Regions from separate parts of the Mus musculus genome. Here regions 2, 3 and 4 are each linked to region 1. A link is a contact called in public Hi-C and HiChIP or PLAC-seq data. All regions are on one chromosome and are shown on one strand. Each heading gives the region's core, a stretch centred on a gene start, on an enhancer-like site or on the middle of the called end of the contact. The rest is flanking DNA. Distances are from core to core; before and after follow the strand shown. Region 1 has its middle 20 kb from the start of Gm40913. Region 2 overlaps Fars2 (phenylalanine-tRNA synthetase 2 (mitochondrial)). Region 3 holds the start of Ppp1r3g (protein phosphatase 1, regulatory subunit 3G). Region 4 overlaps Fars2 (phenylalanine-tRNA synthetase 2 (mitochondrial)).

Evidence for each region. Hi-C and Micro-C count contacts between places; a contact is called where the count stands out from the background. HiChIP or PLAC-seq counts read pairs in DNA pulled down with a chosen protein or histone mark.
Region 2: a contact with region 1 is called in an H3K27ac HiChIP or PLAC-seq map of differentiating embryonic stem cells, with 10 times the contacts expected there. The contact joins two enhancer-like sites. A contact is called at or near these places in 2 of 15 datasets of contacts at CTCF or cohesin (the NIH/3T3 cell line and large pre-B cells), 2 of 115 datasets of contacts at active chromatin or transcription factors (differentiating embryonic stem cells and embryonic stem cells) and 1 of 9 other capture datasets (embryonic stem cells).
Region 3: a contact with region 1 is called in an H3K4me3 HiChIP or PLAC-seq map of forebrain, with 8 times the contacts expected there. The contact joins the promoter of Ppp1r3g here to the enhancer-like site in region 1. A contact is called at or near these places in 3 of 484 Hi-C or Micro-C datasets (all in embryonic stem cells), 11 of 115 datasets of contacts at active chromatin or transcription factors (embryonic forebrain, embryonic limb bud, embryonic midbrain and 5 more) and 3 of 9 other capture datasets (adipose tissue, embryonic stem cells and liver).
Region 4: a Hi-C map of cortical neurons shows a contact between it and region 1, with 4 times the contacts expected there. The contact joins two enhancer-like sites. A contact is called at or near these places in 46 of 484 Hi-C or Micro-C datasets (3T3-L1-derived adipocytes, the AML12 cell line, the AtT-20 cell line and 34 more) and 7 of 115 datasets of contacts at active chromatin or transcription factors (the NIH/3T3 cell line, the SCID.adh cell line, SST interneurons and 4 more).

Annotation. Positions count from the first base shown.
Region 1 is chr13:37,311,186-37,316,866 of GRCm38.p6, forward strand. No RefSeq gene overlaps it. Among named protein-coding and RNA genes, the nearest start is that of Gm40913, 20 kb to the right of the region's middle. RefSeq lists an enhancer at 1-2,625. Within about 2 kb of position 1,531, at least 95 of the 459 cell types and tissues checked have an H3K27ac peak or open chromatin away from gene starts, as enhancers often do. A contact at or near this core is called in SST interneurons, adipose tissue, cortical neurons and 5 more, where this site is marked.
Region 2 is chr13:36,147,467-36,153,229 of GRCm38.p6, forward strand. All of the region lies in intron 1 of Fars2 (phenylalanine-tRNA synthetase 2 (mitochondrial)), which reads left to right. Among named protein-coding and RNA genes, the nearest start is that of Fars2, 33 kb to the left of the region's middle. Within about 2 kb of position 1,900, at least 78 of the 459 cell types and tissues checked have an H3K27ac peak or open chromatin away from gene starts, as enhancers often do. A contact at or near this core is called in differentiating embryonic stem cells, where this site is marked.
Region 3 is chr13:35,964,296-35,970,601 of GRCm38.p6, forward strand. It overlaps Ppp1r3g (protein phosphatase 1, regulatory subunit 3G), which reads left to right and starts at 3,611. Exons shown (of 2, transcript NM_029628.1): 1 at 3,611-3,687; 2 at 3,863-6,093. The coding sequence starts at 4,304. The coding sequence ends at 5,347.
Region 4 is chr13:36,263,986-36,270,396 of GRCm38.p6, forward strand. All of the region lies in intron 4 of Fars2 (phenylalanine-tRNA synthetase 2 (mitochondrial)), which reads left to right. Among named protein-coding and RNA genes, the nearest start is that of Gm40912, 59 kb to the left of the region's middle. Within about 2 kb of position 1,701, at least 13 of the 459 cell types and tissues checked have an H3K27ac peak or open chromatin away from gene starts, as enhancers often do. A contact at or near this core is called in SST interneurons and cortical neurons, where this site is marked.

The DNA of each region.
Region 1 (5,681 bases), core at 281-2,780:
GTAGATCCAGGTCCACACCTTGCACCTGTGTGCCTCTGGTCCCCTCGAGAGCGCAAAGTTAGACCCGCCCTCATTCTGCCCCTTCCTGTGCCCGGGTGTTGGAGTCCTTTCCTTTCAACTTATCCCTTCCCCATGTCTCTCCCTGAGCCCCGGTCTCACTCACAGCCCCACTAGCCCGGCCCTTGGCCCACATTAGACTCTTTCATCTCCATTTTGTGAGTTTATCCCCGCAGATCCCTGCAAACTCCTGGAGGTCAGAGCTGAGCACCTCTGTGTTCCTTTTTCCAGGCAGGTTGTCTACACATGCTATTAAACTAGACAGGCGCTCTTCCTCATCCCTCCTTTCCCACTCGCCCAATGCTCAGAAATCAAACAAAGCCAGAGGGACCAGGACACGCCCTGGAGGAGCAGGAGGGGACCTGGGACCAGCTTCTCCTGTCTATCAGTAATTAGAGCGGTGGGGGAGGGGCTGCCCTTGGCACAGACAGGTCCTTAAAGGCTGCTGCCCCAGAAACTGCCTTCAGATCGACAGCCAAGGGAATCGCGATGAAAAATTCATCAGCTTCTTACTTTCCGCGGCCCAGCTGCGCCTAGCAGATGACCTCGGCGGGGACAAGCCCGCTGTGAGACACCGTCTGGTCGCTTCGAGGGGGCCAGCCCAGGCCTGCCGGGGAGCACTGCACCGCTGGGCTTTGTGCGTGCGCCATGAGCACGCGCCTATGAGGCCTAGAAGTACCACCGAGGTTTGACTGCTGGGGACCAGAGACAGTCATCGGACCTTTTGGTGCAAGCTACTGGGAGCCAGAGTGTCACTCTCTAGCAGGCGCCTGCGGTCCATCTTGCCCATCATACACTGTCCTACACAAGGCGCGACCTACTAGTGGAAGCAATACCAATTGGGTGGGCACCTGGGATCGTGGAAGCCCTGTAAGCTATAAAACTTCTAACCCTGGAGACTGGTCATCCTAACTAGACCTTACTTTCATGCCACCACCTCCCACCTTTGCTGGCCCCAAGCTGCCTCCTGAAGTTCTGGATGGGGTAGGTTCTCTTGAGCTGGGGTGGCCTGGGAGGATGACAGAGATCCAGTTGGGGAAATGCTACTGAGTTGCAGGTTTCTGGAGGCCTCTCCAGCCCCTGCCATCTGGGCACTGCACAGACAGACGCTGCGTGGGTCCCTAGAGCTTGCCACCTCCGCGCCACACTGCCAGCCATGCCGCTGCGGCTGCAGAAAAGCCTCACGTCCGAGATTGCTGGACCGTGGGTGGGGGTAGGGAGCGCAAAGCGAGACTAGGCGCGGGAGGCGGGGGAGCGGGGGGCCACTCCTGGACTCTGAATTTTAAAGTTGTTTTCTTGCAATCACACTTTAATATGCACCGATGTCTGGTCTGCGGACCACGCAATGTAGTGAGATGCCATGTTGGCCTCTTTGGAATCCGCAGTAGGTTTTTTTGTGCTGTTCTGCTGGGGAATCAAATGTGGTGATTAGGGAAGTTTTATATTCAGGTCAGGCTTTCCCAGGACTAGAGAATGTACTACAACTTAGGCCAACATCGCCATCTGGTGGTATCATCGAGGGACTCGAGCAGGTGTGGGGAGACCAGAGGAATGATGTCATGGTCTGCAATTTTTTTCTTGAGGGGCGGGATGCTGGCTGGCTGCGGATCTAGTATTGCCTGATGCATTGTTTCTCGGATTTGGGGTTTTGCTGTTATTCACAGGTGAATCACCAAGTAAGCAAGGGTCCTTCCTAAAACTAATACCTTACATTTCACCCCATTGCAGAATTGAATTTAAACCTAAAAGACCCAATGGCTTTGACAGTCTTGAAGCAGGACTCCTTATGTGATCTTTCCTGGGTCCGTCTAAGTTGTTCACTTGACAGCCCCTCCCCGAGGTGTTTCTCCCTCCGGAATTCAACTGCAGAATCATCTGTGTGTTCAGAGCCCGCTTGCATTCTTCTGAGTTTCCATTCCTTCAAGACTAAGGAACAGGCTTCACACTGCCTATAAGCATAGGGTCCCATCTTCAGAGGCATCTCCCTGGCTCCCTTAGTCACTCCTCTGTTCTTTGCTTTACCAGATCTGGATAGAAAAGCCAGCTCCCTTGCTCCTCTGTACTTCTGTCCTCAGCATCCCTCAACACTTTGCCCCTCACCTTAGCTCTAGCCAACAACTGACAGCAAGCACCATTCTGCCTTGCCCCTCGTCCCACCCAAGGCTAAGAAGAAAGGGTGGCCTGAGGTCGCTGAGTGGGCTGGCTGCACATTGAAGGTTCAGGTGAGACCGCAGTGCCGCTTGATGGTGAGCCGGCGTTGATTCCTGCACTGCAGATCTTCTCAGTTTCTTCTCCTCTTTAGCTTTGTGTCTGTACAATACTTGGCTAGTTCAGAAGCAGATCCTCCCACTTTCCAGACACTCTTGCTCCTCAATGTTGCCTCTTCTACCTTAAAGTAGTTGTGTCACTGCCTGGCCTTTTATTCTCTCTTACTTCGGAGGAGGAAAAACAAGAAAACAAAAACACAAAACAAAACAAAACAAAAAAAACCTTTCATCTTTTGCAAACCCTGTGTATCTGCTTTTACCTGCAACACAAACTACTGCCTGCAAGTAAACAGGGGTGGGGAAGAAGAAGCCCCTAAGAAAATGTACAGAAAGAATGGCTACTAGCATTCTCAGAAGAATGGATAAAAATACTGAATGCATTTTATATATGTGTGTGTGTACAAGAATAAATATATATATGACTATATATGTGAATACATATTGTATACACAAGAAAGGGAATAGTAAGAAGACAGAAAGGGGATTTTTAAAAGTTTTAAATGCTAGTAACAATGAAAGATTGAAAAATGTAACATTTCACATAAGCTTCCCAGAAATTCCAATAAAAGGCAAAAAAAAAAAAAAAAGATTGACCAATTTTTATCCAAGAAAAGAGAAAAACAAGATGAGCTCCACAACTTGAGGGGATCGAGGCAAACTGATATCGATCAAATGGGATCCTTTGTCTTAAAAAGTCTTCCAGAAGGCTTGGCATGCCTGTGCATAAATCCTACTCTCAGCAAACCAAAAAAGAGGGTTAGCTCATTTAAGGCCAGCCTGGGCTCCAGAGCAAAACTCTCTCAACAATAAGTCTTTAATAATTCCAAAGGGACAACAGCAGAGCTTAAACCAAAGACAGGGCTCATGCGTTGAGCAAAGTTCCTTGGATAGTCTCATTTACAGCAGCTGGAGTTCACTATTCCATACAGGGGAAGTCTCCTTCATCAAATGGGGAAACATGTCTACTGAGTTAGCAACCAAGAAAACGGACGTTATTTCGAAGTGAAGGAGACTTAGCATGGGTCACTGAGTTGTTACAAGAAGAGAAAACAAATTGGGAAAAAGGTATTTCTAGAAATTGTAATCAAACACACACACCTCTGTAGCTGCCTTCAGGAGTCAATGCTTGTGGGAGGCCATTCCCTGTGCCTCTCCGCTGCTGTTCAGGAGCTCCAAGGGTCCATGATATCACTGAGCAGCAATTCCTGACACTTGCCTGGAAATGCCCTGCCAGAAACCTAATGGTGTATGTTTCCAAAGTTTAAAATCCTGTTAAGGCTGGAGAGATGGCTCAGTGGTTAAGAGAACTTGCTGTTCTCTCAGAGGACCTGGGTACCATTCCCGGCACCCACATGATGGCTCAGAAACATCTGGAACTCCACTTCTAGGGGAGCTGATGCCCTCCTAGGACCGCTGCTGACCCCAGGCAAGCACTTGATGAACACAGAGACATGCAGGCAAAACACTCATACACATAAAATACAATAAATAAGTCACCTTTTTTTATTTAAAAGGAGGTGTGATCTCTAAAAAACCAAAAACAAACAAAAACTGTGACTGCCTTTAACGGGAGTACCTAAAGAGAGTGATTGACAAAGTGCTCTGCGGAGTATAGTAGGCAGGCTTTCAGGCCTGATGATGAAAGAAGAATGTAGAAGAATGAGGCATGGGACCTTCTGAAGACTCTCTCCTAGAAGATACAAATGAAATGAATAAATATCCCAGAAGAATAGTTTCCAGGACGTAGGAATGAATTACTGATGGTGGTAAAGAAAGCTAGAGGAAGGTGATACAAATTTAAGACTAACTCAATAACAGACTCCAGAGAAAGCACAAAGTCATACAGTAAAGCAAACATAATCATAGTCCAATATCTGGCTTTGCTGTGAACCCTTCCTGTGGTCATAATTATATAAATGTTGAATATTAACTTAAGAAAATTCTGAGAAATTTTATTACCTTGACAGAGCAGTTGGGAGAATGAGCATAAGGATTGGTGGGATTTGAGATCTAACTCTGCATGTTCCACAATAGAAATTGAATACGTAGACTCAATCATTAAAGAGGAAGAAATTAAGAAATGGGAAGTAGCAATATGAGTAGTTATTCATATATCTGAAAGTATATCATTAAATAATTTTTCAAATATAGAGTGGAATCTGGAAATAGGGCAGAGAACACTATAATGTGGAGCTATAAATCACAGGGAGTTGTACACTTGTCTTAATGATATATATGCATCCTTGTCGGTTATCTTATATGTAAAATTCAACATTGTCAATCACATATACAAATTTTAGGTTGTTGTACATAAAACTCAATAAGAAAATTTTCCATCACAAGTAGGAAAAGACTTCCCTACATCCCTCTTTCTCATAGAACATTCATTATCTATACAAACTTATGGTGAGGATGAAATGACAGCATTTTTGCTGTCAGGGTGAAGCAATGGATGTCAGTGCTAAGAGGCATGATTTATTCATGGAGGGAGAAGCTGATTGAGCAACAATTAATTATGATTCTCTTTATTCAGCATTTTTTTAGACAGTGTCTTGCTATATAGAACAAGCCAACCTCAAACACCTGATCCTCCTGCCTTTGTCTCCAGAATCCTGGGATTACAGTCATGCGTGACCACATCTAGAATTAACCATCATTTTCTATCAGAAGTTCATGTAAGTGCAGTTATTTGGGGGCTGGGCTATTGAGAGCACAGACACTTTCTGGAAGGCTGTCTAGAACATATAGCTTCAGACCATTGCGATTGCTGGATAACCTTGAAATCCCTGTCAACTGGAGAGAAGCTGTATCTGGACACATATGCTCTCTGCTAAATATCCACTCTCTTAGAGGTAAGCAAGGCTATATGTCTTGTCCAAAGCAACACACTATGAATGGGAATGATGGATGTCCCTTTTGAACCAAAGCAAATAAGAGCTTCTCCCTTCCTTCCCAATGATGAGGCTAGTGAAGAAGAGAGGACTTCATGGTAGTAGTATCTTGGGTTGTGGAGTTACCACTTGGCAGAGATTTACTCTGAAAATTACCCATCATGGAGCAGCTATGGAATGCTTCCCTTAGACCTTTAAGATGCTGGGATGTGTGAATTTCTAAAGCATAATGGATCCTATCTTAACACAACATTCTTTTATCTTTCTTGCTCCTTTTAATTTTAATATGTGCTATTGATGGAAGCCATTTTACTAATCTACCACCATACATTTATAACCAAGTGTCTCTAAACTGATAACGGGTTTATTCTGAGTACCACACATTCTGTTGCACAGGCGGCTAGGACACCTTACTTCCAGAAGGTTGATCTGAGAGATCTCAGCTACTTTGGGCTCAATAACAAAG
Region 2 (5,763 bases), core at 650-3,149, 1.2 Mb before region 1:
GAGCAGTCATGTCAAGCTCCCTAATGCCTCAGTCCTATGGGATGGTAAGACCTTTCCCAGGTCAGGAACAGGGGAATGGCAAGACCTTCCAGAGGTCTGAGTATAGATGTTGATATATCCCTGTGCAGATAGTACCAACTACAGCTTCATCCTCCCAGGTAACTGCCACCTGAGACTGCTCCCTTACAGAGACTGAAAGTAGCTAACCTGCCGTTGTTCCGCAGTAGTGAATGTGCTGGCTCTTCTGGCTTTTCTTACTTGTCCTTCTTCACCCCTCATCACCCCAGTCAGGCCATTCTGAAAGCCATGCAGGTCATGTGTTAATCCTGACATATGACTCTTTTTAACATGAAATGTTTCTGTCATGGCAAAGCACACAAGACATAAACATTGCCATTTCCACCATATAGTATGTTAGTAATAAGTACATCACATTGTTGTGCCTCTGTCACAACCGTCCACCTCAGTCATTGTAAACAGAACCTTTGCATCCATTAAATGTTAACTCTCCATCCCTTCCCCACCTGACCCAATGCATCAGCTATTCTGCTTTCGATCTGTGTGAATATACCTAATGTCAGGACTTTATCCAAGTGGAATTATTCAGCATTTGTTTTTTTACGAGTGGTTCATTTCACTTGGCACAATATTTTCAAGGTCATCTGTGTTGTAACACATTTGGGCAGTTTCCCTTTCTAGACTACAACACATCTTATTTATCCATACATCTTCTGGTGCACTTTTGTGTTGCTTCTGTTTTTTGGCTCTTTTGGATGATATGGCCATAGTAGTGTGCTCCTGGTATCTCATGGTGTCCTTGCTTTCAGTCCTTGTCATTAGACATTGCAGCATGGAACTGTAGAACCATAGGATAATTTTGTTTTTATTTTCAAGCCCTTCTGTATTATTCTGTGAGGAGGCTGCCTGATTTTGGATTCTCACAAGCAAGTGCACGGGGCTTCCAGTCTGACCTGGGAGGTAGGTATGCTTGCTTGTCTTGAGTGTTCGAATGGAGAAGGGAAGAGGCAGAGAGCAGCCGAGTGTCACACAGATGTTGTCAGTTCATGTGTGTGCATTGGAATTTGCACTCTACCATCAGACTCCAAATGATGTCCATGACACACAGGCGTGAGAAGGTCCAGGGACAAAGCAGCAGCACTGGATTGAAAGTCTGCTTCAGGCTTAGTACTGGGAAGCTGCTGTTAGCCTTCCCCCTTTCATGTGAAAATGTTAGTGAAAATATAGTAATCTTTAAATGCCATTATCTGCCTTTTCCCTGACTTTCTGAGTTTATACTTGAAAATGTTTCTTTTATTTTAAAATATTATCTTAAAAATGTCAGCACTGTTTGGTTTTCCTTTTGACTTTCTTGAGTAAATTTTTTCTTTAAACCTTTTGAATAAATATGCATTGGTTCTAGTGAATTTTAAAATATAGCTCTATTCTACTCCTCTCTGTCAGAAGTTTGCTTTGAAATAAAACCAAGCAAAGTGTCTGAAGCCGATTTAAGCTGGGGAAGCCTGGAGGGGAGCAGTGGCAACACTCTGGGCTGCTTCTTATACAGATAAGTGAGCTTACAGCTTCCATCCACAGAGGAGAAGCAGGGGCCAACTCATTCTCCTGCATATATTTTATTTTGCTAGGAAACTTGGTTTTCTCTGAAAGGGACACATGAGGCTGTGTGGCTTTTAGAAATAGAGCTATGACAAGAGTACCTTCATGTCACAGGGTCTCCAGCACTTCATGTTGCTACTAGCCAGAATATATGAGGGTCTTCCGGAGCTGGCCTCATCATAGCTGCCTTGTGTAAGTAGGGATCCAGGGTGTGCTCTGTCCTCAGCTTCTCTTGCACGGTTGAGAGGAGTGAAAGACTTCCTGGCCTAGCCTTTGGCTCACATCCTGCTGAGCTGCTGCTCAGAGACAGAGTTCCTCTTGTCATGCAGGTGGCTCTGTGCAATCCCAGCAGTAAACAGAAACAAAGAGATACTATGGGCCATCTGGTGAAAGTGTGGGGACTTGGCTATATTCTCCCTAACTCTTTTCTATTATGTTCCTCTTTAGGTCTTAAAAGTTTTACTATGATGAATCACAAAAATTTATTTTCTCACGCTATCCTCATTAGCTAAGATTGCTGGGTTGTGTTCCTTACATATGAAGGGAATCTCTTTTATTATTACTTGACTTCTGGCAGAAAATTACTCCTGGTTTTGCTTTAGTGCTGGTTGCTATAGCAGAGAGATTTAGTTTACTCTGTAGCGCAATGCACTTCAAAGTCCAGAGGAAGGGCAGAGATTTGCCTCTCTAGATTTCAGTGCAGGTTCTGGGTGTGGTGGTGTATTAATCAGGGTTCTCGGGCTGGAGAGGTGGCTCAGCCATTAAAGGTTAATCTCACAACAAAAAATACAATCAGGCTTCTCTAGAGGAATGAATCTCTAAATATATAGAAAGGGGATTTATTAGAATGGCGTATAGGCTGTGTTCCTGCTAGTCCAACAGTGGCTGTTTACCAATGGAAGGTCCAAGAATCCAGAAGTAGTGCAGTCCGTGAGACTGGAATTTTCAGCTCGTCTTCTGTATACACAGGAATTCTGAAGAAGTGGACTTTAATGCCAGTGAAGAAATTAATTTGCTAGTAAGAGCCAGAGCAAGCAGGCAAAGACAGACCAAGCTGCTTTTTTTTCATGTTCTTTATACAGACTGCCAGCCCACATTAAAGGTGAATCTTCCTTCTACCTCAAAGATCTAGATTAGAAGTGGATCTTCCCACTTAATGATTTAATTAAGAAAAAAAATCCCCTATTAGTAGCTGTTTGAGCTTTAGTTAATTCCAGGTGTAGCCAAGTTGACAACCAAGAATAACCACCACAGGTGGCTGCTGAATTGTGTAAACAGAAGACGGTTGCCTTTTTGAGGTTATTTCTGATCGCTCCAGAAGGCTTCTCATTTAAATGTTTACCTCCTCCGAGGCACACTGTTCCAGCTCCTTCTGCTTCTTGTGTTTGGAAACACCCAGCGATGCCACTAAAAGCAGAAGCCCTGGGTTTGTGTGTGAGTGGACCACAGAGCCAGTGTAGTCTTAGGGCATGTGGATGACAGAAGGGAAGAAGCTGTGTCTCTTGCATTTCTTCTTTCTCTCAGGACAGTGGCCCTGTGGGATTTTGAGGTTACTTAGTAGAAATTTCTTTAGAGTTTGGGGACGAGATTTAAGTGTGTGTGTGTTCTCCTTGTTTTAACTTTTTAAAAATATTTTAAGATGGACATGGTGTCACACTCCTGCAGAGGCAGAAAGATTGTGAGTTCAGTGTCATCCTTGGCCATATAAAGAGACCATCTCAAAAACTGAGAATTAAGTGAAAGCATGTGTAGGTATAATATTTGAAAACGGCGTCATTACTTTTTGTCCTATTTTCTGTGAGAGCATTGTTCATAGTTGCAGTGACAAAAATGTATGACTGATTGTGGCTATCCTACTGTGTGGCTGATGGCTAAAAGTCACTGCGTTGAGTAGCTGAGGACCAGGACTTCCCTGCTCACTTCAGAACCATTTTTGATGTAGTTAGATCCTTCATCTGCAGACACCAAAGTGCACAGATGCCTTCTCTTTCGCTCAGCAGCATACTACTTGTATGCTATTAGTGCACATCCTCCTGCGTATGCTCACGTATGTCTAGATGACTTCATAGCTCTAAGACACTAAATACTGTTCAGAAGACTGCTACATTGTTTTGTCAGGGAATGATAATACGGAAGAGTCTGTATGTGTTTGTACAAGTGGGGGGTTTTTGGGCCTTAATTATTTGACTGTCATATATTTGAACTCATAGACATAGACTCCTTGAACTGGGTGCATGTATGCATATATGTGCACATATAAGTATATATACTATAAACTATCTGAATTTTAGGTCTCTATATCCATTTATATTTGAAGGTTCTCACTCATTTTTGGCTCATGACATTTACTGGGGACACTGGCTGTGACTCTGCTTGTTCTTTTCAGAGGAGCATACTGTGTTTGGCATGACATTCCCATTTAGGTAATCTCTTAACAATGTGATGACATGGGAAATGGATCTTCTAACCTTTATGCAGATTTCTTTCCTTAGTTAATTTCTGAGGTGACAGGTGTTTGTAGAGGTGGGAGTGAGACAGATGCACTGATGGATGTGAGACAGATTACTTAGAGAACAGCCTGTGGCATCTGGTCACCTTCTGAAGTCTTAGAAAATGAGGTTGTACTCCTGGGGCTCCCAAGCATCTCCTGGAGCAGTTTGCCTGCCTTTTCTGGGCTCCACTTAGTTATTTTCTCTGCATCTTAGATTGTTGACCACCATGTTGGCTGGTTAGTTATTTTAATATATTTTTAAAAAATATTCTAGAAATGGGAAATAATAATAATGACAGCAAGGTAACAACAAATACTCTTTAAAATGCACCTGTTCTTTCATGGAGATGCTCTGCTAGCTCTTCCTTTACCCAGTTCCTAGCTCTGGGCTCTTCCCCTGCCTCCTCTTTCTCTTCTTCCTTCCACTTCCCCTGCCCCTCCTTTTTTCTCCCCCCACCCCCTTGTTTTTTGAGATAGGATCTTACAGACCTGGCTGGCCTGGAACTTTCTGTGGAGACTGTCCTGGCCTCAAACTTAAATGATTTCTGTTTCATCCTTGTAAGGGTTAGGCTTAAGCATGAGATGCCATGTTCACATTGGCTACTCCTGGGACTTTTAAAGACAGCCTCATTTCCATAGAGACAGTTCTGAGCTCTCTGGGTTCACAGGCAGGAAGAAGTGTGGTTGTTATTTGGCCTCAGTGTCCCTATTTTGGGTTTTCTGTTTTGAATGTTTTAATACAGATAGTGAAATAACTTGGACATTACATCCATGTTGACATTGGAATGTATTGGGTCTCAGGTGTACCTGTAAGCACAGGCTGAAAGCTGTATGCTCAGTGTTTTCAGTCACTTGCGTTTGACTGTTGGGTGTCAGGAGGTCAGGGGTGGCACTTTTTACATGTAGTGTCATGTTGGCACAAAAAGGTTTTATATTTGGAGTTTTGGACTTTGAAGTATAAGGTCGTTCAGGCTGTGTTAGGACAGAGAGGGCATCAGTAACCATGTGAAATAGTTTTGTTATTTGTAACTAACAAATTATTCCAGTTTAGTTGTCAGACCCCAAAAAGCAGAAGGTAGTGTCCAGACATTACATGGACACCTCGGGTGTTTAGCTGAGCATACAGCTAGATTTCAATGTGCCTCTTGCTCTCTGAAGGTTTTCTAGTGCACACTAAGATGCTGGCCAAGTGTCCGTTTCCAGGCTTTGCCCCAGTTATCAGTCACAGCCCATTTCCCTTGTCACTTGCAGACACTGAACAGTCTTTTCACATTCTGAGGTGGTTTCTGTTTGACACCTTTCTGTCTGTCTCCTTCTTATGGGTCCTAAGAGGAGACTCTGAGATTCCATGCATACCTATGCTGCTGAACAAGAAGTCCAGGTGACTATGTCTGCAAATTATGCTCAGAGGAAGGCTCTGTTTCAGCACTGAGTGAGTGCTGCTGATGCTGGTCTGCTGTGGACTGCATGGTAAGCACAGGCTGTTTTGTGGAGAACCGGAATTGTCCTGAAGTCACAGAGTTTCAATTCACTCAACATATGGAAGGACATGTGCTAGTCTTGGTAACTGTGGTTTAAGTTCTCTAGGGGTTAAGTTAAAACAAGGAGTGACTGTGCCTGGCTTGAGTCCCAAGAGTATGTATGGTTGGTAAGCATTG
Region 3 (6,306 bases), core at 2,361-4,860, 1.3 Mb before region 1:
GCACATACCCGTAGACTAGATAGATGGCTTAGTTTTTCACAAAGCTACTTTGCAGGTTGTATCACCATTTAGCTGCAGCTGCTCCCCAGTTTACAGTGGAGTTTGGTCCCAATACATCCACCCTATGCTGAAAATATCCTAAGTGGGAAAATACATTGAATACAGCTCAGCAGACGCCCACTTTGGTGCAGCAGTGTGGCCTATACCTGGTACCTGTTGTTTTCCCTAACACTCTTTGGAAATATTGAAAATCAAAATTGGAACTACAGTTTCTACTGAAGGTGTAACTTTCACATCATCATGAACTAAAAAAACAAACAAACAAACAAACAAAAAAAAAAACCCCAAAAACACCAAGAGTTGAACCATCTCTGTGTCAGAGACAATGTGTTTAAAGTCTGGGCTACCTGTCCCTGTCCCTGTCCCAGAGAGACAACTGACAGAAATGTCCTGTGTCCCACCAGCTCTGCCAGAGGACAGATGTGCAGTTCAAGTCAGAGACTGACTGTGCCTTCCAGAGTATCCCCAAGTCCTCTTGATGGCTGAGTGAGGTGCTCCCGTCCTCTGCTCCTAAGGTCTGTCCTTGGTTTCTGGGGAACAGACCAGAAACCTCCCATAGACCCTGCTTATCTCCATTTGCTCCACAGGTCCCTCCTGCTTCTGCTTCTCAGAGTTGCTCAAAGCTCAGTCCAGACTTCCTGAGCTGTAGACCTGCAGTAGTATGAGAAAGCACCCGAAGTTCCAGACTCACTTACTTCACAAAGCACAAAATTTGGAGGCCAGGTATCTAAGCAACATACTAGTCTCCCACCAGCTTTGCTGTAGATAACACCCCTGATGTGTGGGTCGTGATGATGATGATGGTTGCCTAGGCTATTTTTGGGGGGGATAGAAGGCCACTTTTGTTGAAACCACTGACTTTTTAACAGGGGATTATTTGATGGACCATTTCTAGATATCACAGGACCAAAGTCTCCATTCTTGGATCAGGCTGATATTTCCTGAACATGTGTGTGTCCTGTGAGGATCAGATGCGTATTGTGTCACCTCCAGGAGCCTTCCCCCAAATCTTTAATCACTCTGGTATATCCATTTCCACGCCCCACCCTGTCCTTTGGGATGTGGATCTGAGACCTGGCCAAACTCTGAATACACTCTATTTTGCAAAACTTCATTTTAGTAACCAGCATCCTGCACCAGGGCAAAGGGTCCTGGTTATGTAGCAGGTACATTTCTGTCCCTAGTTGCTGATATGGACCTCCTAGGACTCAGCTCTAAGTGAAGGGGAATTATGTGTTTGTTATTTTGTTACAATCAAATATATTATAATATATATAATATATCAAAATTATGTAATATATTATATAACATATTAAATTTTATACACACACACACACACACACACACATATATATATATTATCTGAGTGACTAATGAGGCTACTTAAACTGGGAGTCCTAGTGTCTTAGTTAGGGTTGTACTGCTGTGAAGAGACACCATGACCAAGGCAACCCTAATAAGGACAACATTTAGTTGGGGCTGGTGTACAGGTTCAGAGGGTCATTTCATTATCATCAAAATAGGAGCATGGCAGCATCCAGGCAGGCATGGTGCAGGAGGAGATGAGAGTTCTATATCTTTATCTGAAGGCTGCTAGAAGATTGGCCCCCACATGGTTAGGAGGAGGGTCTCAATACCCACCCCACAGTGACACACTTCCTCCAACATGGCCACACCTCCTAAGAGAGCCACTCCCTGGGCCAAGCTTATTCAAACCACCACACCTTGGCAGCCAGATTAGCTGGTTACCAGAAAGAACCAGTGAATGGACACCAACCTCCATTCACAGGGGAGGCTGGAGCCTGAGTTCCAAAACTTTTGCAAGGATTGTCGCACATTTTCACTTTATGCATGAACTCTGCCTTGTGCCTCTTCTGTTTGGCTCTTCCTAGTTGTATCTTACACAATAAGCCATGTGTTATTAAGGGTTTCTTCGATTCTGTAAGCCACTCTAGTGAGTTACCAACTGCCACACCTCAGCAGAACATCTGTATTTTCCAGTTGACCAAATAGTGTGGAAACCTGAGCACCTTATTTGCATATTTGCATCTGGTTTATGGTGAGTTTTTCAGCCTTTAACTTGTGGCTCTGACACCATCTTCAGGTAGAACAGTGTCAGAATGGAACTGTTGGATACTCACCTGGGAATCAAAACATTGGCAGTAGACAAGGTACTGTCTGGGTGTGAGAATCTGTCCAAGTGAGGGAGACAATTCACTCCAACCTCAAAATCTCTTTGAAGTTCCTAGTTCATTTTTAAACTAGTCTGAGGCTGGGCAGGGGTGGTGTGCGCCTTTAATCTCAGGCAGAGGCAGGCAGATCTCTGTGAGTTTGAGGCCAGCATGGACTACAGAGTGAATTCCAAGATAGCCAGCCCTATACACAGAAAAACCCTGTCTCAAAAAATCAAAGAAACAAACTAGTTTGTGAACATTATACTTATTATCACAATATATCAATGTCTATCTACACGTTAAAAAAAAAGTGTCCTGTGCTGTAGATTTTGTAGATGCTGGAGGTGGGGGCACTCTAGGTAGATCTGGATTGGGAGTCCCATACTGTCAGATTCAGTATGTAGATATGGACACTGTACTGGACACTTAATGACTAGAAAGTCCCAGCCAAGGGACTGAGGGGCCTGTTCCTAAAAATTCCTCTCTAGCTCAGGGTCTTTGGCCATAAAAATAATTTTCCAACTTCCTGGGGTCAAACCTGACCTTAGCTCAGCTCTGGGACCTGAACAGATGTTCCCATCCTTTGTGTGCTACATTGAGTTGGAGTGATGAAGTTTTGTGCACATAAGATCACATGGGAGGGGCCCTCAGCCTTGGGGAGGGATGAGCAGCCTGTGAGTCCTCAATAGATACTAAAATCAGTAACTATTGATGACTCCTTAAATTCTGCTATACCGTGCCCAGTTTAAAAGCCTGGGAAAATTAGCTTTGCTTTTTGTTCCTTGATTTGTGGACCAATATTTCTAAAACCCCAATTTTTTTGTGTAAGTAAGTATACACACAGCCATGGTGAGGCAGTTAGTCACTCCTAAACGGTGGTCCCCAGAGCCTGTCCTCAGCATCTCCCTGTTAGAAATTCTCTCAGAACTGCCTGGGACACCCTGAATCAGATATGAGGGGTGGGGTGGGGGAATGGGAGGTGGGCATGACATTTGGTGATGAAGTTATCAGTTGAAGCTTGATCAAGGCAAAGTTAGCTGGAAGGCAAAGGCACAATACAACACTTAAGGAAGTATCCAGTGCCAGGATATAGTGAGATGTTCTTCCATTAGTCTTCTGGCAATTGGGTTTTGACCGGCAACCCCCAGAAGGCCTGACTGAGCCTTAGAGGGTCTGGGATCCTTGCGGAGGAGAGGTGGCAGTTGCAGGCCAGGCGCAGGCTAAGCGAGAGGGGGGAATGAATGCCTTCAAGTCTGAAGGAAGGCGCTTAGCCATGGAGGGAGGTGCCAGCCCTCTTCTTTGAGGACAGGGGGGTGGGGGTGGGGCGGGAGGACCTTGACGTGCTCTAGTGCTAGGCGCCAATGGCCACCGGGTGCTCTTGTCTGCCTGCCTAGTGAGCTCCCGGTGGGTTCCTGCTCTGTCCCCTGCTCAAGCGCAGCAGCAAGGTCACCAGGTAAGTAGGTGGAAGCTGTAGCTTCGGCCTTCCAGCTTTTAGAACCACTGAGGGGCACAACTACACAGATGCGACCTGGGACTCGAGCGGTTTCGGGGATACAGGATGAAAGGGAAGGGATGCACTTCGCTCGATTGCTTGCCTTAATGACATTCTTGTATCGCGGATTCCCTAGGCCAGTGACAGCCAGGACGTCTCCTCCGGAAGAATAACTTCACAGGCTGGAAAACTTTGTCTAGTTCTGAAAGTTGAGAGCTACCCCAGAGGATACAGACGCGCATAGCAGCCGCGGGGTGGATCAAAGCTATCGGCTAGCCTACGACCTTCAGAAATCCTAGTCTCCACTACGGACGTAGCTCTCAGGTGTTCTGGCTGTCGCGCCTCCCTGTCTTGGCCCTCCCCTTGGGAGCTAGCCGCAGGCCAGCATCCTCCTCCCTCTTGGTCCCGGGCAGCAGCAGCTAAAAGCTGGAGGTTCCAGGCCGAATCCGCTTTCTGCCAGGGTAGGCAAGCCCAGCCGACACTATGCGCTCCTTCTGCTGCGGGAGTAGATAAAAGTTTCCAGAGGACTCTCCGCGGTTCCCGCAGGACGAAACCCGGGGCCGGATCGGACACTGTCATGGATCCCTCGGGAGAACAGCTACACAGATCCGAGGCGTCCAGCTCTACGTCTTCCGGAGACCCTCAATCCGCGGAGGAACTGTCGGTCCCCGAGGTCCTTTGCGTGGAGAGTGGCACCTCTGAGACCCCGATCCCTGATGCTCAGCTCCAGGACCGGCCCCTGTCGCCGCAGAAAGGGGCAGCTCTCCCGGAACAGGAGGAGCTACAGGAATATCGCCGCTCTCGTGCGCGCTCCTTCTCTTTGCCCGCAGACCCCATCCTGCAGGCGGCCAAGCTCCTGCAGCAGAGGCAGCAGGCGGGACAGCCCAGCTCAGAGGGTGGCGCGCCGGCTGGGGACTGCTGCTCCAAGTGTAAGAAGCGCGTGCAGTTCGCCGACTCCCTGGGACTGAGCCTGGCCAGCGTGAAGCACTTCAGCGAGGCCGAGGAGCCTCAGGTGCCCCCGGCCGTACTTTCCCGTCTCCACAGCTTCCCGCTGCGCGCCGAGGACCTGCAGCAGCTCGGGGGGCTGCTGGCAGTGGCAACGATGCCTGATCCTCTCTTGGTACCCTGCGCCCGGCTCCGACCCCACTTCCAGCTCCCGGAGCTGCGCGCTGCGGAGGAGCGTCTGCGGCGACAGCGAGTGTGCCTGGAGCGTGTGCAGTGCTCCCAGCCGCCCCGCGCCGAGGTGACCGGCTCTGGCCGAGTGATCAGTTGCCCCGGACCCAGGGCAGTGGCGGTGCGCTACACTTTCACGGAGTGGCGTACCTTTCTGGACGTGCCTGCTGAGCTGGACCCGGAGTCAGTGGAGCCCCTGCCTCCATTGCAGTCAGGGGACTCTGGATCAAAGGCTGAGGATAGTGAGGAGGGGCCCGGCACCGAGCGTTTCCACTTCTCGCTGTGCCTGCCCCCGGGTCTGCAGCCCAAAGAAGGGGAGGATGCTGGCGCGTGGGGAGTCGCTATTCATTTTGCCGTCTGCTACCGCTGCGAACAGGGAGAATACTGGGACAACAACGAGGGGGCCAACTACACCTTGCGCTATGTGTGCTCCACAGACCCGCTCTGAGTCCGGGAACTTCGGAACTTGGAAAGAGGTTGACCAGCTAGCAAGGGCTCCCCGGGGATCCTTAGCTGAGCAACGCATTGACAGAGCGTGGAGCGATAGGAGTAAAATGTTAAACCATACACTCTCAGCGCAGATTCACGGCAAGCTCTGGCAGTGTTCTCAGTGTTTTTCTCATCACTTCCACTGACCTTTCTACTCGCCTCTTAGAATTCTCAGCCTGCATCCAAATAAGGAACATCCTCGTTTCCCAGGGAGAGGCTCTCTCCAAGAAAAGGGCTCTGGGACCCTGAACCTTGGGGATTTGTTTCTAACTTGAGACTTGGTCCTTACACCTTGATGAAAACCTGCAGGAGAAAGACATGGCAGCCCACCTCCACGTGGGAGAAGAAGGCCTTCACACGTGGAAGCTTCACAGCCAGGCTTGATTTTCAGAAGGCTAGGAGGGCGTCAGCTTGTCCTTTTAACTGGGCTCTGGAAACACCTCCCCAGATTCGATGTATTTTCTTCCGTGATTGGATACAAATGTCTTTTAAGAAAGTAAAGGCCGCGTGAACATGTGTCCTCTCTGTGTTTCATGTTTTACCTTCCGAGGTTTTGGGGAGTCCGTGGCAGTCAGAGGATGCTCGGCTGATGACACGGCAGTGTGACAATTATGAAACAACAGTATTAACACATTTTCTCATGACGTGGAATAGTCCAAGTTCCCCACACTGGGAATAAAAATCTTCAAAATGTTTTGTAAAAAGTATTCGGTCCCTTGCCATAGCAAAATGTTGGAGGAATTAAAATGCCACAGGCCTTGGCTGTGAGTTGCAAGAGCCCATCACATCCGTACCAAACCCTTTTGTGCAGAGGAGCTGTCCCAGTCTCTGGGCCATTAGCAGTCAGAGATGCTGGGCTCTTGTAGGCTGCACTCCAAGTGCAGGGTTTGGGGGCTGAAAGGTGCCTTCCTCCTCTCA
Region 4 (6,411 bases), core at 451-2,950, 1.0 Mb before region 1:
TAATGGATTAGCTGCCTTGGTTTGTAAAACAACCACCAAAGGCTGTGCTGTTGAGCAAATTGTGGGATTCTAAGGCACCCTTTGATTCAATGTTATTTGCAGATTTCTTTATGCTCAAGTTCATACATTAAGCTGTGAGGCTGTGGCATCTATTGATATAGATATATCTGGGTGAAATGAAAAGCAAGAGATAAAGGGGATAAATGTTTGAAACAAAGATACATTTCTCTGTGTTGCCTCAGAGAGACATATTTGCCTTTCAGCTCCCCATGGTAAGGGGAAGGGGGAAACAACTTATTAATACTACCTATAGCACCTGCAAGATAAAAATTCTTTCAGGGAAGACAGCTTTCTTGACATACAAAGCTGAGGAAAATTTCCCCCTTCTCTGTAAGACAGAACATCTTATAATACAACTGACACGCCGTTCAAAACATTCTTCCCAACACTCCCCGAACTATAGGATTTGATTTTCTCTGTGTGACACATGATGCAATTAATTGTGAACTATTTCTACAGCTCACATCTGCAATTCTTTGTTGCTTGTCTGTTACCTCAGTCAGTCAATTCTTGGTGAGTCTCCTGTGTGGCGGGTTGCCAGGTGCCTAGAGAACCAAGGTGTGTAAGCCTTTCCAGAGCAGCCCAAGTGCCCTAGTGGCCATTCCAGGCATGATAATATGGAAAGTAGATGTTTAATTTTCAAGTTGAGTAATCACACACACACACACACACACACACACACACACACACACACACACGCATGTCTCATTACTTATACATTATGACTTTATGTAACTTACTAGCTATACCTGAAGCTCCGGATCCTTCTGGTCACATACGTAGATTCAGCTCATGTTAGTCCCATTTGGAATGAATACATTTACCGTTTATTCCTTGGACTTAAGGACATGATTTTTTTTGTTGTCTAAGCCATCAACTAAGCCTCACATCCTGATTAACCTTGCTTCATTTCCAGCTGTTCACACTGCTGTACAACTATAAAGGTTTGTTTTTCAGGGGATGGTTTCCTGATGGTGCTGTGCTGTGCATGATATCTGCATTCTCCCTTCTTGCAGGTCCTTGTCAGTGCTCCAGTCTGCGGGACTCTGGCTTGACTGCTGCAGAGCCTCAGGAGACCACTATCCCCTTGGCATGTGGTGTTCCCCTGCATAGCATTTTTGTTAGGCCTTCTTTCTGCTAGGTTGGCAGATGGCAGTCAGAAGACCCTATGTGTCACCACCATTCTGCCTCCCTCTCTTCTGTATGAGCATCAACACTGAAATGACAACTAGTGTCTCTGGTTCCAGCCTCCTTTTTATGATACTGTAGTGCTACAGTGCAAGGGTCTTGTTAGTTCTTTTCTTGACCCTTCCCCACAGTGTCCACAGTGCACAGTGCAGACATAGGCTTTGCAGTTTGTTTATAAACAGTATCACCACTGCCAAGAGGTTCCCTTCCTTGTCATCCCTGTCGTCATTCAGAGCTGTTTCAGGGACCGCTTGCTTGTTCCTTGTTCCTTATCCTGCAGATGGTTACCAAGCAGCTTTTTGATTTTTAAATCTTTGCAGAAGATTCCAAAAAGCTGCTCCAAAGATGACACAAACCTCTATTTATTGCCTTTCAAAATATATACACTTCTAGTGCCAAGGGAGAATTTTTGAAGCTTGGGTATGTGTTAGTCTCCAGGGAGCCAGCAGGGAAGGCCAGACTGTGAGAGTGTTAGTCGAGGAATGTCTGATGTGTCTTACTGAACAATTTCAAGCAGAGTAATAGAGGTAACCTCTGAAATCCTGAACAGCAGCATTGTCAAACAGAGTGCGCAGCTTTCATTTCATTGACCCCAAATCAGGTGGGTTCACCCATCTTCCCTGTTTACTTTTACTGCCTTCATGTTGCATGTAGTGCTGCCTCTAAGCATTTTTAGAATAAAAACCTTTGGAGCTCTATAAGCTCCTTCTTTCTAATTTCATTGCTCTTAATTATAGGACACTGAAAGTACCAGAGAAGTAATATGAATTGAAGAAGGAGCACTGTGTAGAATCAGGAGTTGTGGAAACAGTTACGCCCACTAACACTGTCCACAACTGCAGGGATCTCAGAGGACACTTTACAGCACCACAGTCCAGTTTCTCAGTTACAAAAGGAATAATTAGAGGTGATAATTAGGATTGCTACCTGCTCAGATAACAGTCACCTCCATGTAATTCTCCAAAGGAGTATTGTTTATGTACCTACTGTGTACTCTCCCAGGTTTTTGAGATACATTAGAGTGCAAACAATTGAACTTTCTTTTCCATCTCTCGTGCATTCTTAGAGCATTTGGAGGGTTTTTAGTAGTACTTAAGTACTCATGAATGAAGGGTATGGCTAGAGAAGCCGTTGAATGAAGAACCTGACAGGTAGCACTGACAGGTGTCTGGAGGGTGTGCTCCCTCCTGGGCAGTTTTGTTAGTGCCTGATGGGTCAGTGGGAGAGCAGGGATTCTCCATTCCTCTTTTTCCTGGATGTGCTTCCAGCACACAGCAAAGAGAGGGATTTGAGGGGCAGTTTCTCTGCTTGGCTTAGTAAAAGTCTTGCTTACTTTTGAACAGCTTTCAGGTGTAATATCAAGAATGCTCATGGAGATCCCTGACTTCCAGATAAAGTTCAAGCATCTAGTTTTCCATAAAGGCTCTGGGTCCCCCTCCTGACTCTCATCTGCACATGCTCACAAGTGTGGGTAGCCTAGTGTCTCAGTTTCTTCCAACAGACAAGGAACATGCTCTCCATTTCCAAGTTATTGTGTGTGTGTTCTCACTCCAGAGACTGTATTGCCATCTCTGCCTTCCAATGGCCCCATGGTTAGGGGCATGGGTATTGGGTGGCAATGCCACCATAGCCACTAGATGCTTGACCCCTGGGATCAGCCCCTGGTGCTGTCTACAGATGACTGACTTTTCATTGACAAATGGTGGCTGTTTAACACGTCCTCCTCCTAACTTGTTAAAATTGTTGAATGGATTGTTCCCACAATCCTCTGTGATAGCAACTGTACTTTACCTTCTGATGTGATTAAAAAATTTTTAAACTCCCTTTTTAAGAGCTCCTTGACAATAGGTATTTATTTTTTAATATCCTTAAGCACCTAGTACCTGGATGAATAGTTAACATTCTGAAATAAAACAAGTTGGAATTTTTGAAGTGTTGAAGGGTGGGAGTAAGTATATGGTTTTCATCTTGTGGTGCTTTTGGGAGTTGGGGGGGGATTATAAAGAACATACAGATAAGGTGATGTATCTATCAGCCAAGACTAAACATTGGGAAGTATAGCTACATGATTAGAAAAAAATTTCAGTAGTTTTGGAATATTATAATTCTTAAAGCCGTGTACATCCCTCCCTCCTGCAGAACTGTTTTCAAGTGTTCATGTATATCTTGTATAGCGTTGTGCTTTGCTTGGTGGAAGCTCCTCTGGCTGGTGGCTTTGTCTGACATCTGCAGAGGTTGTGACCAAGGGTAGAGAAGAGGCTTAAGTTGAGTAACTCTTCTGTGTGGCTGCCCTAGTTCCTCTGCCCATCCCATCTTGTCCTCTGATCAGATCTAGGGCACAGCTTGTATGTCTGCTCCTGTGGCCAAATCTCCTTGGCTCTCCTATCCTTGGCTCCAGGCAGCTAGCCTTCTGCTCTTCAGATCTGTCTAGGTTTGGTCCTTTGTAATTATTTAGAATGTGGCCTGCCATGTTTGGAAATGCATCCTCAACTTGGTGGGAAGAAGATTTGGCCAAGAACTGATCAAGCTGTAGTTAGAATACTGGAGACTTTATTGGGGCCAGAGATGCTGGGATCCTGGATGGGCAGAGCGTGTCTCCTGCTCAGAGCTGAGTGATGTTTTAAGCCAAAAAGAGGCATGCTCCCTGGCTTCTTGGCCAGCCAGATCTGAGGCCTCTCTAACTTCACATTAATTCATAAATGTAATGAACAAGAGGTGATCAGTTCTTCCTGTAGTTGCTAATGATGGTGAATAATTAAGAGCATGAAACCAGAACTCTGTTTTCTGTATAGAGCTCAGACCATCAGGCCTCCATTGGTACACATGGGTACTGCTGAGTCTCTACTTCCATCCAGGCGCCTGCTAAGGGTAACCTTTTATTGCTTCTTTCTCTCCTCAGAATGTCTGCAGTTCTTATTCCCAAGAATGGCAGGGAGTAAAGGATTATTTATTTCCCTTGATATTTTTCATTTCATGAATCAACATGGGCAGATTTATAGTGTTCACAAAACATGCTGGTAGCTATTTGATTGTGGGGAGAATGAAATTTTGCTCAGGCAAGTGTAAATTTATCTGTTGTGGTGCAAAAGGCCAGTCCTGTGTAAATGGTGTGATTCTGTCCTGAAGATAAATTTTAATGTGGATGGAGGTAGGAGTTTTTATTTTCCTTTGTTCTTAGAGATCCACTAACCGTATTCTTTCAGATTACTTTAAAGATTAATGCATGAACATGTTGAGTATGTGGGGTCTGTTTCTGTAATGTGTCTCTGTATAGAATTCTTATATTGACTCATCACCTGTGTTGTTTAACAGAACTGTGACATTCGACCATGGGGCCAAAAATGGAGGGAATCAGGGTTCTCCAGAGTGTGCTAGTGGGTCTAAGTCTTTCTTAGACCTATGCTACTTCTATGATAAATTTGTTCCATGTATTTCTGGAAGTGTTGATTCTTGGATATCTCACAAATACATTTGAATTTAGCTGAAAATGTTGGCATTTTTCACAACTATTTTAAATACGAGGCATTTGTTAGTGATCACCTCAAAATTATTTTAGATGCTTTAGATTATTTTGGTATCTAAAATTATTTTAGAATCCTGTGAAAACCAAAGTATGATATTTCTATTCGAAGATCCTTTTCCTTCTACAAGAGCTTATTCTTTTTGCACCTGATCTTTCCCAAACACAGTTGTTTTTGAGTCCTCCTCTCTCCTCTGTCTATTTCATTCTTGGCTGGCTATAGCTTGGCTATCATTACAGAGAAGTAGAGGAGGTACTGGTTGCATTCTGACTGCATTGATGTGCCTACCATCAATAAGAACAGCTATGCCAAGCACTGTGGTTGGCCATAGAGTGATCCAGAGTATTCATGGCTCTGCTCTTTTATATTTGGTATTAAAAACAAAACCAAAAACGCTCTGGTTGCCAAAGTCAAACACCTCTGTGAGGTTTAAGAGCGTCCTCTCTCTGCACTCCTTTAATGCTTCCCTATCTCTCCCATTTCTTAGGCTAGTGGTTCCTAGTACTGGGCCTCTTTAATACAGTTCCTCATGTCATGGTGACTCCGAACTATAAAATTCTTTCATTGCTATTTCATACCTGAAATTTTGCTATAGTTATAAATTATAATGGAAATATCTATGTTTTCTCATTGTCTTAGGTGACCCCTGTGAAAGGGTCATCTGACAACCCCAGAGCGGGTGTGACCCACAGGTTGAGACCAATTGTTCTAACTAATTCCAACTTTGGTTCACTGAGTAAGTCTTCATTATCTGTCACTCTCATTGGCCCACACTATGGCTTCTTGCTTTCTCTTCATTTTAAATATTCTCTTATGACTGTGTAACATGAGCCTAATTGATATATAGCTCTTTCTTCACACTAAAACACCTTAAAAGCCTCTCTTTGTTCCATCAACTTTGTTGTAATTGTAGGATAAATACTGAATACTATCCATAGGTAAAACTGTGCTTACCTCTTTTCTTCTATGTGATGTTTTAGTTGCTCATTTTTGTTTGTTTATTTCTTGTCTGTGAGTTTTTCACTGGTCCAGAATCATGCCCTTCAAACAGTCTGCATCCGTCGACTCGTCACTCATCCACCTATACCATTCTGACTATTTGATGTCCTGGAGATATTTCCCTAAAGTACTCTGAGACCCTGCTCATGCCTGGGCTGGTTCTTCTCCACATCTGGTTCTCAGCTGCCATCTTGGTGTCTCCCTGCTGTTCTCTTGAAGGATATACTGTCTCCTCTTACTTTCTTTATACCTTATTTTCTTTGCACTGCTTCAGTTGGTGAAAATAAAAGAGAGTATAAGTCAAGATGTCCAGAATTGACTCAGAACTGCAGAACTGCCAGCCATCAGGGGTATTGCTTCTTCTGCCTTCTTATGCTAGTGGGAACCAGGAGGCCACCTAGTAACTGCTATAGTCACAGGGACTGCACAGACCCCAGTGCAGTTTATTTGTGTAGATACCCATGATGTTGGTGATAAGAGGCGGTGGCACTCATAAGAAAGCACCGCACTCCATTTGTGACATGCTGGCCTGTAGAGAAAGGTGAGGCTGCAGAAGAATGGCCTCCTCTCTGCTTCCCATACTTGTTCAGTTGTACCTCAATAGAGGGAACTAATTCACTCAGTGAACCTAGATACTAGAATG